2 separate regions of the Mus musculus genome follow, and region 2 is linked to region 1. Evidence: chromatin contacts called from public Hi-C data. All regions are on one chromosome and are shown on one strand. Each heading gives the region's core, a stretch centred on a gene start, on an enhancer-like site or on the middle of the called end of the contact. The rest is flanking DNA. Distances are from core to core; before and after follow the strand shown.

Evidence for each region. Hi-C and Micro-C count contacts between places; a contact is called where the count stands out from the background.
Region 2: a contact with region 1 is called in a Hi-C map of CD8 T cells, with 1.5 times the contacts expected there. The contact joins two enhancer-like sites. A contact is called at or near these places in 3 of 39 promoter capture datasets (the C10 cell line, the HPC-7 cell line and cranial neural crest), 8 of 484 Hi-C or Micro-C datasets (CD4 T cells, CD8 T cells, the MNK3 cell line and 5 more) and 2 of 115 datasets of contacts at active chromatin or transcription factors (CD8 T cells and bone marrow-derived dendritic cells).

The regions. Positions count from the first base shown.
Region 1 is chr1:106,548,363-106,554,682 of GRCm38.p6, reverse strand. The region is part of intron 1 of Bcl2 (B cell leukemia/lymphoma 2); the gene reads left to right. Among named protein-coding and RNA genes, the nearest start is that of Mir3473f, 4.9 kb to the right of the region's middle. Within about 2 kb of position 3,897, at least 4 of the 459 cell types and tissues checked have an H3K27ac peak or open chromatin away from gene starts, as enhancers often do. A contact at or near this core is called in CD8 T cells and regulatory T cells, where this site is marked.
Region 2 is chr1:106,645,032-106,651,004 of GRCm38.p6, reverse strand. All of the region lies in intron 1 of Bcl2 (B cell leukemia/lymphoma 2), which reads left to right. Among named protein-coding and RNA genes, the nearest start is that of Gm37053, 33 kb to the right of the region's middle. Within about 2 kb of position 3,429, at least 26 of the 459 cell types and tissues checked have an H3K27ac peak or open chromatin away from gene starts, as enhancers often do. A contact at or near this core is called in CD8 T cells and regulatory T cells, where this site is marked.

The sequences.
Region 1 (6,320 bases), core at 2,648-5,147:
TTAGTAAATATTGCTTCACTGGCTACTATTTTAGCAGTCCAGCATCATAGTTTCAGTAGATGGGGTTACTGGAAAGTCTCAAGTAGGAACTTGGGTGTTGACAACTGACATGCCAGTCCAGCTCAAGAACTTTCAGCTCTGACTGAGGAATCACTGGTGCACATAGGCCCAGAGACATGACTCAACTCTCATTGTAGTCTAATCAGCAAATACATGCAGACCTTCTGTAGGCTTCATGCTATAAAATGCAAGAGGACAGGAACAGTCACTCTAGTAAGTACCCAAGAGCACCCCTCACACTGGTGGGCTTTGTACAGTGAGTGGACCCATGTGGTTTCCTGACTTTGCTCATGTCCATGGCAGAGGCAGACTCACTTCACTGCAGGATAGTGGCCTTAGGTCAGTCAGCTGTCAACATGCCCTAGAGGTTCTGCAGATGGAGAAGATTTCGGTCACCCACCCATCTTTCTCCCCTCCCCTTTCCTCTATCCTTCATTCCCTCTTTCCATATATAGCCATCTAGTTTTGGCAAGAGACTGCACACTGACCAAGAACTGCTCTGTAAATGGCCACACCAGCCTATCTCATCCCTGTGTTAATGAGGTTGAATCCAGAACTCTAGCCTTGACCCTGCCCAGTATTCACACGCTCCATTACTAACAACTGTTGTCAGCCACAGACACATTGCATTTTCCTTGCGTTAGAGTGGGCTGTCCTTTCTGGCCTCGGGAAGACCATCTGAGGAAGGAAGAGGTTTGTCAGAGAGCCAGCCAGTGTGCCTTGAAATGCATCTGGTTTTATTCATGCTGAGTCTTTCCAGGTGAACTGAGCTAAATTATAAACTACAAAACAAAAGCAGATTTTCCTGAGCGCACCCACATGGAACACACTGAGTTTACCACCGTGTATCAGCCCCTGACTGAGACAGAGAAGACGTAATCACCCTTCTTTTTACTGATGGCTGGATTGATGGGCCATCTTGGTCATTTTGACCGTCACAGAGTGAATGAATGGTTCCCTGGGCTGCAGAGTAGGAGGCTGGGAGTAGGTTGAGACTTGTTATGTCTTAAGGGATACTTTGGAGTGGGCTATTAGGCTTTCAGAAGAGTGTGAGACTTATTTGTCCTAGACCAAAACCTGTAGGAAGAGCCCATCCTGTGAAAGCCACAGCTGGTCTGGGACAGATGTTCCAGGTGCTATAGGTCTTCCATGAAAGCGTTATGGAGCCAATATGGTGTGGAATTTCCAGAAGAGACATCCAGTCTTAAGAGACACTTGCAGGCCAGGTATGGCTGGGAGCTGCCAGTGCCTAGCAAATGTCCCCTATGGGAAGAGCGTCTCCTTTAAGCTCCTTACTGGAACGTATCCCATCCCAGGGTTGAACTCATTTTCAGCAAATCCCCATTAGGAAACTCGGGTGCTTTGTACCTCCTCCCACCATCCTCAGTCAACACTTGCTGATTTAAACACGTGAAAAATCAAACATTTGGCTCCCAGCTCTGGTCCTCCCTGTTTAATCAGTGAAGAGCCCCCTCTTGTCCCTGCCTCTCTCCCCAGCAGCGGTATACTGATGACAGTGATTAGGCCAAGCTGCAGAACTTCATAAGCATGCGCTTTCAGTTCCCATTTTTGGCATATTTTCATGAATTAACTCTTGCAGTGACATGCTAGGCCATGCCACGTGTTCACAGGCCCCATGGCGGGTACAGTGGAACACTGCATGTGTGGCCCAAGAAATGACCTACAGGGTGAGTGTTTCCAGCTGCCACTGGTTCTGTGGAGTATCAGCAGCGCTTGCGGTCACTCTCATATACAAAGGTAGACACTGGGGCTTGTGGGATGATGCCAAGAGACAAGGAGGTGAGTGAGCACACAGTAGCCACAGATCCCAGGAAAGTCAGTGGTGGGTCTATCAAAATGCTAAACTGCACATGAGGCACGGAGAATCCCATCTGGCACCCAGGACAAGCAGAGTTTCACACTTTTCTCCCAGTCTGAGGCACAATAATTAAAATTAGCATGAAGGCCAGGCACAATAGTGAATGCCTGTGATCACAGCTACTTGGGGTACTGGGGTGGAAGGACCACTTGACCTGACTTGAGACCAACCTCCTAACATAGTAAAACCCCGTCTCTTGAAAACAAAGAAATGGTACACTAGGTCCCCTATAGAAACATAGGGTGTGGGGAGGCTGGAGAAGAGCTCAGAGAATCACTGGAGACAGGGCCTTCTCCCACACCAAAAGGTCAGAGGCCCTAGCAGAGGGGCCTGAGCCCAGGGAGCTCTGAGAGGAGCAGGGGCCTGTGGAAGCAGAGTGCAATGCAGATGGACCACTCTGAGAGGAGTCTGGAGGTTACTGCCTGCAACGTTATACTGACATATATTCTGGCATGCACCAGCACATCCCAAGCCATATCCCCAAGGATGCATGAGAAACAGAGAAGATCTTGACTGTGCATATCCAAGTAGTGCAACAGTTTGCAGAGGAAGGGAATGTAAGGCCTGCACAAATCTGAGCCTCTCACCTCATATCGAAGAATGCTCAGCTGGCCTGAATCCTCACCCAGAATAAGTCTGTTGAATGAAGCATCCTACCACAGTTAGCTTGGATAACACTGGGGGAGACAGTCAGAATGAAAGGAATCTCCCTAGCCCACAAACCACTGGGAGCAGAGCTAGAGAATCAGACACCCTGTCCAATTGCATAGAGTGTAAAATTGTTAACTATCCCCCTCATGGATTGTAAGAAAGACAGGTTTTTAAATATAGTTCACATGCCAGGAAATTCCACTTGCTATGAGCAATTCATTTTTTTTTAGAATATTCAAAAGGTGTTACAACTATTACACTAATTCCAGAACACATTTTTTTTATCAATCTAAAAGGACTTCTGTACACATTGACAGTTATTCCATAGTCCTCCCTCTCTCCAACTCCTGACAACAATTCATCTGATTTCTGTCTCTAAAACGTACCCTTTGGGACATTTCCTATAAAAGGAATTATGCTGCACTTGAACCTTTATGTTAATCCTTTCATGTTTAGCTTTTGCTTCAAGGTTCACCCAGCATATAGTACATAGCAGAGCCTCATTCCTTTATGGATAAATAATATTGCAGTGTGTAGGCCCAGGATATTTTGTCTATTGATCAGTTAGCAGATAGCTGGACTATTTCTTCTCTTTGGCTATTTCAAATAATGCTGACGTGAATATTCATGTACAGTTTTTATATGAGCATATGCTTTCAATTATATTGATTATATACTAAACTCTTGGTTCATGCAGTAGCTCACTATTTAAAGATCCATCAAACTGTTTCCTTCCGTGGCTATTGCCTTTTATATTCCCAGTGCCACTGTGTTAAGGCTCCAACACTCTACACCCTCATCAACACTTGTTACTGTCCATTTTAGGAATTACAGTCATCTTAGGAGTTCTAAAGTGCCAGCTCACTATAGTTTCCACAGCAGTTCCCTAACAACTTATAATATTAAGTATATTTTCATGTTCTTATTGGTCACATCAGGGTCATTTAGTCCATTCAAAGTCTTTGCCTATTTTTCAGCTTGGCTAGCTATCTTTTTATGACCTAATTGTAGTAAGATTCATGCACATCATACTTTCTTAAATAGTACAATAACGTAAACTGATATTCTCCCCCAAATAATAACATGTTGTAAATCCAAAGCTAGAAATGATCGCATTCCAGGAAGGGCTCTGGCCAAAGCTGAATGCAGAAAGGGAAATGGAGAGCCTTTTCCAGGGCCACTAGGACGCAGGCTACAGTGGGCAGAGTGGGTGAAACACCCTAAAAAAGGCTACTCTGGTTTAAATGTAAAACAGCCCACAGAAACTCATTTGTTGGAGCATTTTGTCTCCAGTGGGTGGTGCTGTTTTGGGAGGTTGTAGAACCTTTAAGAGGTAGGGCTTATCAGGAGTGGAGACGGGCCTCCAGCCCACTCGGTGCCTTGCTCTGCCTCTTGCTCTGCCAGCCTGTTAGCAAGCAGCTTCACACTCCTGCCACCATGGCTTCCCTGTCATGATGGACAGCATTCCCCAACTCATGAGTCCAAAGAAATCCATTCTCTGTTCCAGTCAGGTAACTTAGCACACTAACAAGACAACTGGCACCAGTGCCTTCCACTGAGGCCCTGCAGCATGTTGTAAGTCTCCTGGCCAAGACTCTGCAGGGTCAGTAGGCCTACATGCACCAAAAGCTTTGAGTGGAAAGCTACCCTGAATTTTTAGAATATTACCAAAAAACTATACGATAGAGACAAATCATATTTAAAGTCTTCTTAGTGCCTTCCACAAAATCATGATTGGTGTCGAAATGAACAAGCAGGCTGACGATGAGATGCCAAGGCTGGGTACAGATGGAGCCTTCAGTCTCTTTTGTGATTAACTTGGTGAATGGAAGGACATAGCTGTAACTCTATACCCATTTCCATGTGTGCCTTTCATACCTCCCCATGCATGAGGGACCTGAACCACAGCTGGATGGGTTGTTCTTCCTGCAGCATCTGCAGAGCTGGTGCACATCACAAGCTTGTATCTGTGCTTCTCCCCGGGTCGTTTCTCACCCAGGCAAGTCAAGTGGTGGGTGAGCCAAGGAACCCTTCAAGTTCCTGCCCAGGGCTTTGGCCATGTCTGGGGTGTGAGACTCCTGTAGCAACTGGATATGTCTGAGAACACCCTTGGACCTGGTATCCTTTGACCAGCCTTTTGGCTGCATGATCTCTAGTACCTCACAGATACCTTTGTAAGTTACTTTCAAACTGTTCTGCTCAAGAAATGAGGTGGTCTTCACATTTCTCATCTTGTGCCCTCTTTGGCTCCTGAGATCCACCCGTTCATTTGCATCCTACCTAGATTTTCATAACAAAATATCTTCCAAACTTCTCTGGCCCAACCCATTGCAGGCAGTTTTATTGTTTTTTGTATTTGGGCTTTTCATCTCTTGTCATTTGTCCAGCAGGTTTCAAGTTACAACCAAATGATGCTTAGATTAGGTTTCCTTGTATGCATGTCTTTGGCCTATGCTTCAAAGAGCCCTGCCTTCCAGGCCCAGAGCCTCTCCAAGATTGAGTTGCATTGACTGAGCAGTGGCGACTCTGAGGAAGAAGAGTGGCACTTCTCATGCCTCGCCAATGCGTTCCTCTACCGCCTGAGGCCAGGCAGCTGTGTGGACTTCAGCTCGGTGTTCACACGCTGTTTTTTTCCTTTCCTTTTCCCTCAGACCTGAATTCAGTATTTTGGGAGAATAGGGAAGGCTCAAGAAGCAAAGTCACAGGGAAGCAAGCCACTGACAAAGCTAGCCTTTTCTTCAGAGGGAACCCTCAGGGCCCAGTTAGCACATGTGGCTGCAGAGGAAATCCTGCTCAGCCAAACGATAAGAAGGAAATGGAGTCACTTCCTCACCAGATGCTTCACTCAGGTAGAAAAAAAGCCTCCACTTCCTTGTGAGTGCCTGCTTCTGCTTCCGCTCAGAGCCAAACCTGATGTCAAAACAATCACGGCTTCCTTGTCCTCAGGGAGCACTTCCGGACTCTACCAATCGATGACTTGTGTTCTTGCTGTCATCTTTATCCCTTCTCTCACTGGCATCCTCTTGAGCCCAACAGTTTAATATCAGCAAATAGTCAATGTTGGATTTGCATGTCTCCTAAGATTCAGAAGCGCCAGGCTTCTATATGTCTGCCTGAATGTCCAGAAATAGCCTAGTTTTATGTAGCAAAGACCTCAATGGCCTGGATTGTTGTGCATTTGTAGAGAGAATCTTATAAGTATGTCTTTCCAGTGTGGGTAAGACACTACAGGTGTCCCCAATGGAGGGCAAGTTGTCAAACGCTACCCTGGATACCTGCCTCGCAGAGGTTCACAGGGAATGAAGGAGGAAGTGATATCATGCTTAGCAACCATGCAGCACAGAAGCTGACCAGAGAGTAGATGATGTGCAGTGCCCTTGTGAGCTGGCTGAGCCCCTCCTATGGGAAGGAACTGGAGGTGACTGCAAAGACCAGCAAGTTGGCCTTCACATGTTCTTTCTCTTAAAGATGCCCATTAGATTGGATTTGGAAGTCTTGCTATATAATTAAAGAAATCAGTTTCTTCCACTAATGTGTGTATGTCAAATGGCTAGTGGGTGACAGACCACCAGGGATCCAGAGAGAAATAAAATAAAAACCCGCAGCCCCAAATGCTAATGGTTGGATGAGACAGTCATGGAAATAGATGATATTTATGCCATAGGGGACAAGGAACTCCTTCAGCTTAGTGTTGAAAATGTCTTTTCTGGGTCTCTGAATGAGCAAGTGT
Region 2 (5,973 bases), core at 2,180-4,679, 97 kb before region 1:
TTACACAATAAAAATGGAGTCATTTAGTTCTTTCTGTTCAGTACAGCTTCATACAGAGAGTGGGGTTCTGAGCTGTGATTCTATTTGTTGTTGGCATAATTGCCCCTGCTTTAGACGTCTTTTGCCAGGGTGACAAAAGTCCCTTCAGTGTGGGGTAGAAGGCTCTGGCTGAGTCTAACCTGATTATAAGCTAGTCTCTGGATGGTGGCTGGCTGGAAGGGATTACTTGGGGAAACCTGAGGCCAGGATGCAAATAAAGGCAAAGTTTCCCCTTAGGTAATGGCAGCAGTCAGAACTAGACAGCTGATAACATTGTTCTGTTTCCTGTGTTCCTGTGTGATCCCCCCTTAGGCATTTCATTCAGGTCTCATCCACCTGGCAATGCTGATGTGCCAGGAACTGGCAAGGGGCACCCCAGCTTCCCCAGGGCTGGGTGCAAGCAGTCCTCAGCGAGCCTTCTCTGCATGTGATTGTCTCCCCGAAGTTGATTCTCTCTTCATGTCATATTAGGGACAGTAGCAGGCCGCCCTTGCACAAGGGCTGCGCAAGCCTCCATGGGTGGTGACAACATTTTGTCACAACCTTCTGAGTGGCCGAGTTCAATGTGGGCATTCTTCTTAGAGGCATAATGACAGCCAGGAGAGTCACAGCCTCTTTCTACTACACAATAAAGACCCTTCACCCATGCCGTGGGCGATCACTTAGAATCTCATTTTGTGGATTTGATAAACATGATGAGCAACCGTTTGTAAGAAAGCATTTTTGTGAGGTTTTCTGATAACAGATGGTTAAATGTTTGAAGTTTTGGCTGGACCACGTTTTCTATTTGTAATCTACTAAAGGAATTCACTGATAAGTCCTCTCCCTTTCTGTGTTCATTATAGTCAATTCTTAGTCATCAAAGTCAGTATAGAAAATCACTCATGATACAAACCTAGGAATGGCCTCAAGATAATTTGTATTTGATTTTGAGTTAGAACCAGCAGGCATGTAACATCCATGTGCTCAAACATTAGCCTGCTGTGAGGCCCAGTCGATGCTACCCATCTTGTCTGCTTTCTTTGTGAAGACAGGGAGGGGGTGTGTGGAACTGATACATACGTGGTACAGGAACAGGCACAGCTGGGGCCAGGATAGCAGGAGAAGAAAGTAAGTGCCAATCCTCACAGTATAATTAGGTATGGTGGAGATAGTAGGCCAGTATCCTTCTGGAAATATCACAGGAAGATTTTATGGATGCTTTTTAAAACATTAAATAACACCTATGTGTGATTAAAACAACAACTGGAAAGACTTTTAATGAAAATTAACTACCCTGCATCACCTGGCTGGCTCCTCTCTTAAGCCTACTTCGTTCAGATAGCCTTTATGTTGCTATAGCTGTTTATAGGTCTTCGGGTGAGTACCTTCATCTCTGTAATGGCACAAGTCTACCCTGCACACTCATCTCCCTGGGCTGCTAAGTACCGTACACTGGGTGCACAGCAGAGACCAGCAGGTTGCTTGGTCTCCTGATCTCCAGGTTGGGAGTCCAGAGTCCAGAGTGAGCAAGGTCATCTTTGCCGAAGGCTCCAGAAAGGATTCTTCCATGCCTCTTCCAGCTCTTGCTGGTGACCATTCATCCTTGATATTCCAGTTGCTTGTCCTGCAGGTCTCTGGCTTCTTAAATTAAAAAAGAAAAGAAAGAGAAAGTTTGTGTGTGTGAGTGTATGTCTGTGTGTTGTAGTTTCACTGGCATGTCTGTGTACATGTATGTGGAGGCCAGAGGTCAAGGTCAAGTGTTTCCCTCAATTGTTCTTCACCTTAATTTTGAGACACAGTCTCTTACTAACCTGAACCTCATTGTTTGGCTCGAGGAGCTGCACAGCCCCAGGGACCTCTTGTCTTCTACCTCCCAAGCACTAGAGTTACAAATGAATACAGTAGTGCTGGGGACCAGAACTCACACACTTGCATGGCAAACTCTTTACCAATGGATCCATACCCCCCAGCCCTATGTCACAGCCTTGAAATCTTTTCCTCCTCCTGGAAGGACTCAGTCATACTAAATTAGAATGTTGTAGTGTACCTAATATCTTCAAAACTTTGCTTCCGAATCCAAACATGTGCTCAGGTAGCAGACACTTGAATGTGTCTTTTGGGAGTTCATCATGAAACCATGACACCACTGCTTATCACACAAACAGTTGACTGTGTTGTCTTCCATTTAAGGTAAATGGATTTTTCTCTCTTATTCTGCCCTATTGCCTTCCCAAGGCTTCCATTCCTTTACTCCCCTCCAATCCAATCCCTGTAACCTCATTTCTTATTCCCTTCTCCATGCAGAGCATAATGCATTAAAAACACAAGCACATTTGTTTCTGTATTTCCCACCCCACCCCCTCCTGACAGGCAGCCTCACTGTGGATGGCGCCTGTTATCTTCCTTACCTCTATGGTTCCCTCCTCTGACATTGGTACTTTCAGTGCAGAATAACTCACTATTTGTCCATCAGTGCTGTGGGTAAAATATTGAATTTGAAAATCACTGAGGTTTGTGTTCTTTGTTAGTATGACTGAGTGCTGGGTGCATTGGCTCTGCATGCTGTCTGAGTTTTAGTTAAAACACTTTGTACTATTTGTGGAGTGACAACATAATTTCTGTTTGCATAGTACTTTAGAATCTTCATTTTCTTTGATGTTAGATGGTGGTGTAGTTATCTAGCTCTGAATTTGGAAACATCATTTATTGGTACATTGAAATCCTCCTGTATTACAAACTGAAATGAGGCTTGGTCCTCTTATAAAATATTTGATCACACAAAGGCAGTAGCCACATGGATCTCTAATCTTTGTCTGTTCCTGAGATTCTAGCATCAGGTGACTGAAATTGTGGGAAGCAAACTACCAGATTTCAAAACCCTCTCCTTTTTTAAAAAAATTGAATATAGAAATAAAAATTTGAACAGCTATAGAGATATAACTTCTTACCTCGCTCAATTGCAAAGTTATTATTTATTTTCACTAGTAAATAAGGAATACTTAATATGTGCCACAAAAATAGAAATAGCTTGTCTTGGAATAAGTTGTATAATTTTAAAATTGAATGAATGTAACTTTAAAAACCAAACAGACAAAACCAAAAAAACACCTTACTTCTTTTGCCAAGGTTTTTTCATTTGATGTAGACTCATAGCATCCAAAAGATCACACGTGTTTCCTTGGAACCTCATTTTTCTATTCTGTTATCCATACATACTCATGTACATGATTTTAATAGATGTAGAGAAAGCTGGTTCCATAGGGACTCATGTTGGAGATACGCAGGCAAGGGCAGGCTTATGTAGGTTGGGTCAAATCATTTCTGCCTCACCCACAACTGTAATCAGACCGGCATAGCCTTGATTATGTGCCCTAATGCTTGACAGCTGGCATTTCTGAAGTATGGTGTTAGATGTGAGCCTTAGTTGAGTTCGGAGTTGAGTCTGTCACCTTTTCCTGTGTGGTGCTTCAGTGACTCACACTTTCCTGTGTGTATTTCTTTTTTCTTTCACTTTTTTTTTCTCCATAAAGTGATGTACCTGGGCAAATCTTACCAAAGTCATTTTGTAACTTGAGTTGAGGTGACTGATAAAAGGTTGGCTTTCAACCTGTACACAATGAAAGCAGTTTTGTAGACACTAAAATCTGAAGAAACTGAGACTATTGAGTGTGTCTGTTGATTAACCAACCAGTAGGCCACCTCCTTGCCTTAATGTAGAGTTTGGGACATTAGTTGATTAGGGTTAGTTTATTTCATTGCCACTTTTGGTAGAATTTAGTTTTTAAAAGTTAATGGTATTGCTTTTTAACTTTTTTTTGATAATTTTCTTTATTTACATTTCAAATGTTATCCCTTTCCTGGTTCTCCCCCTCCCTGAAATCACCTATGCCACCCCCCTCCCCCTGCTTCTATGAGGGTGTTCCCTAGCCCACCCCCACCTCGCCTCCCTAGAATTCCCCTACACTGGGCATCAAGCCTTCACAGAACAAAGGGCCTCTCCTCCCATTGATGCCCCCACAAGACCATCCTCTGCTACATATGTGGCTGAAGCCATGGGTCCCTCCATGTGTATTCCTTGGTTGGTGGATTAGTCCCTGGAAGCTCTGGGGGTCTGGTTGGTTGATATTGTTGTTCTTTCAATGGGGTTGCAACCCCTTCAGCTCCTTCATTCCTTTCTCTAACTCCTCCATTAGGGACCCCATGCCCAGTTCAATAGTTGGATGCGAGCATCTGCCTCTGTATTTGTCAGGCTTTGGCAGAGTTTCTCAGGAGACAGCTGTATCAGGCTCCTTTTAGTAAGCACTTCTTGGCATCCACAATAATCTCTGGGTTTGGTGACTGTATATGGGATGGATCCCAAGGTGGGGCAGTCTCTGGATGGCCTTTCCTTCAGTCTCTGCTCTACACTTTGTCTTCGTATTTGCCCTCATTAGTATTTTGTTCCTCTTTCTAAGAAGAACCGAAGTACCCACACTTTGGTTTTCCTTCTTCTTGAGCATCATGTGGTCTGTGAATTGTATCTTGGGTATTCCGAGCTTTGGGACTAATATCCACGTATCAGAGAGTGCATTCCATGTGTGTTCTTTTGTGATTGAATTACCTCATTCAGGATGATATTTTCCAGTTCCGGCCATTTGCCTAAGAATTTCATGAAGTCATTGTTTTTAATAGCTGAGTAGTACTCCATTTTGTATATGTACCACATTTTCTGTATCCATTCCTCTGTTGAAGGACAACTGAGTTCTTTGCAGTTTCTGGCTATTATAAATAAGGCTGCTATGAACATAATGGAGCATGTGTTGTTGTTATATGTTGGAGAATCTTTTGGATATATGCCCAAGAGTGGTATAGCTGAGCCCTCAGGTAGTAATATGTCCAATTTTCTGAGGAACCACCAGACTGATTTCCAGAATGGTGTATCAGCTTGCAATTCCATCAACAATGGAGGAGTGTTCCTTTTTCTCCACACCCTCACCATCATCTGCTGTCACCTGAGCTTTTGATCTTAGCCATTCTGACTGGTGTGAGGTGGAATCTCAGGGTTGTTTTGATTTGCATTTCTCTGATGACTAAGGATGTTGAACATTTCTTTAGGTGCTTCTCAGCCATTCGATATTCCTCAGTTGAAAATTCTTTGTTTATCTCTGTAACCCATTTTTTAATAGGATTATTTGATTATCTGGAGTCTAACTTCTTAAGTTCTTTGTGTATATTGGATATTAGCCCTCTATCAGATATAGGGTTGGTAAAGATCTTTTCCCAATCTATTGGTTGCCATTTTGTCCTATTGACTGTCTTTTGCCTTACTGAAGCAATTTTTTGAGGCCCCATTTGTCAATTCTTGATCTTAGAGCATAAGCCATTGGTGTTCAGGAAAATTTCCCCTATGCCAATGTGTTTGATGCTCTTCCCCACTTTCTCTATTAGTTTCAGTGTATCTGGATTTATGTGGAGGTCCTTGATCAACTTGGACTTGAGCTTTGTACAAGGAAATAAGGATGGGTTCCTTTGCATTCTTCTACAAGATACCTCCAATTGAACCAGCATCATTTGTTGAAAATGCTGTCATTTTCCCACTGGATGGTTTTAGCTCCTTTGTCAAATATCAAGTAACCATTGGTGTGTGGGTTCATTTCTGGGTCTTGAATTCTATTCCATTGATCTTTCTGCCTGTCATTGTACCAGTACCATGCAGTTTTCATCACTATTGCTCTGTAGTACAGCTTGAAGTCAGGGATGGTGATTCCTCCAAAAGTTCTTTTATTGTTGAGAATAGTTTTAGCTAGCCTGGATTTTTGTTGTTGTTTCAAATGAATTTGCAAATTGCTCTTTCTAACTCTATAAAGAATCGTGTTGGAATTTTGATGAGAATGTTATTGGCTTTTAATTGTGACATTTGTGAGTCAACTAGGTAGAAAATTATTTTCTTCCTTTTGGAGGGATTAGTATGAA